2 separate regions of the Sus scrofa genome follow, and region 2 is linked to region 1. The links are chromatin contacts, called in public promoter capture Hi-C maps. All regions are on one chromosome and are shown on one strand. Each heading gives the region's core, a stretch centred on a gene start, on an enhancer-like site or on the middle of the called end of the contact. The rest is flanking DNA. Distances are from core to core; before and after follow the strand shown. Region 1 holds the start of LOC106510300 (basic proline-rich protein-like). Region 2 holds the start of NEMP1 (nuclear envelope integral membrane protein 1).

Region 1 (3,126 bases), core at 451-2,950:
CAGCTCAGGAAATGGTTCTTCAGGCAGGACCAGAAAAACGCAAGGGGTGGGTTCAGGCTGGGCGGGCAGCGGTGTGGTGGCTGGTTCCGTCCTTGCCCCGTTCACACAGTTTCTTCTGGAGCCCACCCCCCCCTCACCTTCCAGTCCTCTCCAGGCTTTGCCCCTGGGCTGTCCAGGACGGGCGAGGAAAATGCAGGGAATACGTGCTGTGCTCGCCTAAGTGTCCTCGGCACGCCTCCCGGGTAACAGGCTGATCCGGGAGTGGAGGGAGGGACCTCATTCATGACGCATCATGACTGACGGGGTGGGATGTCCTGGGAAAGGCTTCCTCTATTTCTCCGCTCACTCCTCCGGAATCCTACAAAATGGAGAATGGACTAACAATGGGAGCGGAGAGAAGGAACACCCCTTCTAGAATGGTGGGGGACCCCCAGGATGTGAAGCCAGGGACTTTCTAAAAGTGTTTATTCGCGACCCACCCTATCCCAGGGACCCAACAGCGCCCTCTACTGACTCGGGGAAGGGGTGAGGGGCTGGAACAGAGTTGGAGCGAGAGGAAGGGAGTGGGCTCTGGGTGGAGGATGAGGAGGCCTCTTGAAGACCATCTTGTCCCCTCGCCTCAGCTCCGCCGCCCGGGCTGGGTGCACAGAGGGTTCCTCTGGGCCGCTCATCCCTCCTTTAGCTCTCACACGTCTCCCCCGTTTGCCTGAGCCAAAGAAAAGCAGGCGGCGCCTGGTCCCCCTCTCCTACCCCGAGTTGGCACGGGGCTGGGGAAGCCAGGAGAACCCAGGCACCCCGGGGTCTTGCCCTTGGTGCCCTCCCTTTGCGGGGGGTGGGCGCCGTCTTCCAGGCAGGGGCCACGTGGCCTTGACCCGGCCGGGGTCTCGGCCTTCCTCCTGCAGGCCGGGTGACTCAGGCCGCAGCTGTTCTCGCGTCACATGAGGGAGGCTGGCGGCTACTCGGCGGGGGAGGGGGCTGCGGATGGAGCCGGGGCGGGGCCGCGCGCCGGGCGGGGCCGGAGCCGGGGGGCGCAGCTAGAGAGCCCCTGAGCCGCGGCGGGAGTGCAGCGCACAGCCTCGGGGAGCCCAGGTGAGGCCGCGGAGCCCGCTCCGGCTCTGGCGTCGGGGTGTTGGGGGGAATCGCCAGCCGCTCCCCGCTCAGGGCCTCGCTCCGGGCCTCTGAAGATCGGCTTCGCTCCCCCGCTGCTCCCGAGGCCCTCGCAACTTTGCAACTTTGGAAAGTTCCGGAGGCCCGGGAGGGGTGGGATGCGGAGCGCGGGACGCACTTATTTTTGGCGGTGGTCAGAGCCCAGGGGAAAGTGGCCTGGGGATCGGGCTAGAGCTGAGGACAATTTTGGGGGGCTGGTTGGGTGGGGAGGGGGTGTTTAACACCTGGGGGCTGGCGGGCCCAGGGTGGGCGTCCAGCCCTGGCCCCAGCGGGCGCCCTTGGATCAGTCCGGGGCCAGGGACGCGGCGGGGCGGGGTCCGGGCTGGGCGACGGGCGCCCCCACCCCTCTCCTGCAGGGAGAAGAGGGGGCTGGGAGACGTGGATCTGACCGCGGGTTTCCGGGTGGGAGGGGCCGGGAATGGGGGCCGCGCAGGGGAGGTCTCGAGGGCCGGCAGGGCGCTCCGAAGCCCGGATACCCCTTCGACCGGTTCTAATCCCCCTGCCCTCCCCTGTGCCCCAGGCCAGGCAGCCATGGCGGTGGAAGGAGGAATGAGATGTGTCAAGTTCTTGCTCTACGTTCTTCTGCTGGCCTTTTGCGTGAGTGGGGAGCGGGGACGATGGGGGCGCGCTGGCAGGGTGCGGGGAGAACTGGCTCGGGAGTGCTGACGGCTGAGGGGTCAAGAAGGAAGGCAGCTGGAGAGCAGATGTGGAAGGAACTCCCGGCTAACGGCCGAGGGCAGCGCGGCCATCGCCTCCTCCAGCTCAAAGCAGGGATCTTTGAGACTGTTTGGGATCGAGAATGGCCGGCCTGGGTGCCTAGCACCCTCCCCGTAATCCCTCCTTGCCTTTCCTGTCTGGTGACCCAACCTCTTGTGATATGGGGCAGTGGGGCAACCCGCCAACGGCTTGATGCTATCACCACGGGGTGCCCCTCCGCACCCTCCACCCCCCCTTCCTCTCCATTCCCTCATACCCCCTCCTTCCTGCTTGGGGGTTGGAGAGGGCTCTGTCCACCTAGATGGCTCCTGCCCTGGGCCCCCGGCTTGAGAGAGGATTGTTTGTCCAGGGAGGGGCAGGTCACCCTTACCCCGCTTCCTCCTCCCTTCTCCTCCCTGGCCTAGTGGGCCTGAGGAACCCGAGTCCTGAGGAACCCTAGTGGGCCCCAGGAACCCTAGTCACAGCTGGTGAGGATGTGGTGGGCACTGGAGGACAGTGAGAGGGCAGTTCTGGGAGCCCTGGAGGCCCATAGGAAGAGGCTCACAGGAAGCACTTCTCTTTGTTGGGAATTTGTGCCCTGGGGTCAAGGCTTTCTGGGAACTTCTCTTTTTGCCTTGGTGAGGAGCGGGTTGTGGAAGGTGTGGTTCCTTCTGACTGCCTTCTCTGAGAGCCTTGAACAGTTTCCCAGCCCTCCCTGGCAAGGATGGCTCACCCTTCTCCCCCACAGTTAGGTCCCCTGGAGGTGTGAGAATCCGTCTCTGGAGTGGGGTTCTGGTCTGTGTCCCGGGTCCATCGCGCCCTCCACCTTGGAGGGCTGATGGGTTGTGCGGCCTCTCAGTCCTGCTCTGTCCTCCCCGCAGGCCTGTGCCGTGGGACTGATCGCCGTGGGGATCTGGGTCCAGCTCGTGCTAAATCAGACCATTACCCAGGGGGCCACCCCTGGCTCCCTGTTGCCTGTGGTCATCATCGCAGTGGGTGCCTTCCTCTTCCTGGTGGCCTTTGTGGGCTGCTGTGGGACCTGCAAGGAGAACTACTGTCTTATGGTCACAGTGAGTGGCGGTGGGCCAGCACGGGGCCTGGCCCTCCTGGAAGGGCGTTCCTCTGGAGAGGGCTTGGGAGGGTGGGTGGGTGAAGGAAACTTCTGTGAATGTTCCTGAGAATGGCAGGCCCCCCTTGCCCAGACGCCAAACCTGACTCTCGTCCTTTGCGCCCGCAGTTTGCCATCTTCCTGTCCCTTATCAT
Region 2 (3,126 bases), core at 428-2,927, 1.2 Mb before region 1:
CCTGATACTGACCCCTCTAGGTCAGCCAGGGGAGTGTGTGGTGTATGTATGTTAGAGACATATAGTTTGACCATTGCAGTGGAGGTGGCCTAGACTTTTCTGAGGATGAAATTTCTTCTTTTGTCCATGGCTCAGCCCCATCTTGTCATTTTAAAAATCCCTTATTTTGAAAGTTTGAACCTTCCCTAGCAGTAATCTCCTTCCCTGAATTTCCCCTCAACCCACTAGGCTTCATCATCTCTAGGATTCCTACCTGCCACTATCAGATCCTCTCAAAAATAAGATGCTTCACTTTGGACTAACATTTACTGAACACCTGTTATGTGCTAGGTACTCTGCTAGGCCCTCACTGTATAAGTCATTTAAGGAGAAGCACCTGATGCACAGAAAGACTTCCAGCAGGAGTTCCTGTTGTGGTGCAGCAGAAATGGATAGGATGAGGAACCGTGAGGTTGCAGGTTCGATCCCTGGCCTTGCTCAGTGGTTAAGGAACCACAGCCCAGCCCAATGAGCTATGAAATCTTGGGCAAGTTCCTTTACCTGTCTTAGCCTTGGCTTCTTCATAAATAAAGCTATTTGCACTGGGAACTGTGTCTAGTCACTTATGATGGTGCATGATAATGTGAGAAAAAAGAATGTGTACATGTATGTGTAACTGGGTCACCATGCTGTACAGTAGAAAACTGACAGAACACTGTAAACCAGCTATAATAGAAAAAAATAAAAATCATGATATTAAAAAATAAATAAAGCTATTTATCTCACAGGATGTCGTGAGGAAGAAACAAATTTCTCTTAATCCTTGCATGCATTTTGCTTTCAAAACAACCAACCAACAAACCAAACAAAAAAACACAAACCTCTACCAACCACTCTATGACTGTATTTTTTTAATGATTTTTATTTTTTCCATTATAGTTGGTTTACAGTGTTCTGTCAATGTCTACCGTACAGCAAAGTGACCTATATATATATATATATATATATATATGCACATTCTTTTTCTCATATTTTCCTCCATCATGTTCCATCATAAGTGACTAGATGTAGTTCCCTGTGCTATACAGCAGGATCTCATTGTTTATCCACTCCAAATGCAATAGTTTGCATTATCAACCCCAGATTCCCAGCCTATGACTGAATTTTTAAACGTTAATGTTTATTCCTTACAAAACTGTCAAAACAATTTTTTGTGCGTAACATTTCTATTTTAAATCATTTAGGACTTTGGAGAACACAGTCCTCTTACTTAAGCTTCCCACAACAAAAAGATCATGGTAAAAAGGGAACGAATGAAAACAAGGAACCTGAGATAGATTCCATGGAAATTATCATTTGGTAAAGAGGGCCTCGCCCATTCTAATTTCGTATTGGTTATGCTTACCATCAATCACTCTAGTTGTAAATAAACTGGAGACGGAAGCATGTTGTTAAGGGGTGGGATCTTCCTGTCGCCATTACTAAGGTGAGGACCCGTTTTCTAATAGGCTGAAAGCTGCTTCTTCCCGCCCTCTCGCGTCAGTTGCTGAGAGGCGGGACTATAGGATCCGTAACCAACGGAGTGCTCGAAGCCCCGCCCATCCGATTGGTTGGTAGGGGGCGGGTCTTGTAGCGGATAGGCTGCTGGCCCTGCCTGTTCCGGGTTAGTTGCCGGGGAGAGGCACGTGAGGAAGAGGCGGCGTGTGGCGACCATGGCGGGAGGAATGAAAGTGGCGGTCTTGCCGGCAGTTGGTTCCGGGCCCTGGAGTTGGCGGTCCGGGGGCTGTGGGGCAGTGTGGCTGCTCCTGGTCCTTTCCGGCTGCTTGGTCTGCGGCTCAGGTACCGCCCGGGCAGCAGCTGCCGAGGGGGCGGGTGCCGAGGGGTTATATTTAGAAAAGTGGGGAGTGTCTGCGGGGCGCTGGCCGTTTTTCTGCAGAGGGGGCAAGGACGTGGTGCAGAGGAAAAAAATCTTCATCCTCGGTGAATGGGCGCCGGCACTGAGGAGCCGGGGCCCTGAGGCGGCCTGGGGGAGCTACCTAGAGTGGGGAGAAGCCTGGAGCCTTTTGGCAGAGACCGGGAGGCCTGAACTGAGTGAGAATTGGTCCTGGGGCTGCGTCGCGCTGTGCGGGCCTCCTTAACTTTTTTGGTTAAAAGGAAGGTGACTCGAAGACCGAATGGGCAGGCAGAGCTGCAGCTGGAAAGGGAGCAGCATCCCATTCATTCAACAGATGAGCAACACATGAGCGTATGCTATCAGGACTCAGGTCGGGGTAGCCGAGCAGATATAGTTCCCTGAAAAGCCGTGATCTCTGTCAGTATCTGTCATTTCTGCCCCTTAAGATTCTGGCCCTATAGAACCGACCTGGAGTTGTTAAATTCCCGTTACCAAAAAAAGATACAAACGCTATTCAGTATCTAATATATTCGGAAATTTATTCATTTCTCAAGATGATTTACTTGGTTGCCGTTACTGGATCATTGGTTTTGGACTGTCATGACATTGTTTTCCTTTTCCACTTGAATCCAGAAAACCTAGAATGTGTTTGTAAAACCTCCCTTGTACCCTTCATAAATGCACAACAGAAAGATGAATGAGGTTTCCAAACATCCACTGGACGGAGTTCAGACTCATGGGGTTAAGGATAATCTTATCTCCTAAATGCACATGACTTCTTACCTCTCCCGTCCTTTGCTGCCTATCTCTTGCTGTCACTTATGATTATCCTTAGCTGCAGCTTTAAGGTTGTCTCAGGATCCATATAACTAGTTCCAAGGTGCAACGTCCTTCTGAAACGGTATTTTTTAGGGAGAGGGGAGAAAGTATCCAGGAAGGTACTTTCCAGAGGCAGAGCCCACAGTAACATTTGAAGGGCTGCATATGATCTGAATGAACTCTGGCTAGATGTTTGTCCTTAGAAGTTGTGTATTACGGAGATGAAAGAACACATGTGTATCAAAATGCTCCTACATAATCATTGAGTAGTTAACAGGCTCAAAGTTACTTTAATGAGGACAGAAACAGGAGAAAGGTAAACTCGGGATAAATGTTCTTTATGGCCTAGAAGATCATATAGGTGGCAGCTGCAGAGACAGTCATGTAATAGAATAGAACTTTCCAAAACTGAGAGGTATCTAAAAAAATGGAAT

The links. Promoter capture Hi-C pulls out the DNA fragments that hold promoters and counts their contacts.
Region 2: a contact with region 1 is called in a promoter capture Hi-C map of fetal liver, with 2.7 times the contacts expected there. The contact joins the promoter of NEMP1 here to the promoter of LOC106510300 in region 1. A contact is called at or near these places in 1 of 5 promoter capture datasets (fetal liver) and 1 of 47 Hi-C or Micro-C datasets (heart right ventricle).

Annotation. Positions count from the first base shown.
Region 1 is chr5:21,173,636-21,176,761 of Sscrofa11.1, reverse strand. LOC106510300 (basic proline-rich protein-like) reads right to left here and starts at 1,700. Exons shown (of 2, transcript XM_013997622.1): 1 at 1,392-1,700; 2 at 913-1,323. The coding sequence starts at 1,700. The coding sequence ends at 913. CD63 (CD63 antigen) reads left to right here and starts at 537. Exons shown (of 8, transcript XM_005663878.2): 1 at 537-1,089; 2 at 1,688-1,764; 3 at 2,745-2,933; 4 at 3,101-3,126. The coding sequence starts at 1,699. LOC102162669 (a long non-coding RNA gene) reads right to left here and starts at 869. Exons shown (of 2, transcript XR_303407.3): 1 at 751-869; 2 at 1-358.
Region 2 is chr5:22,388,648-22,391,773 of Sscrofa11.1, reverse strand. NEMP1 (nuclear envelope integral membrane protein 1) reads left to right here and starts at 1,677. Exons shown (of 9, transcript XM_003481636.4): 1 at 1,677-1,818. The coding sequence starts at 1,692.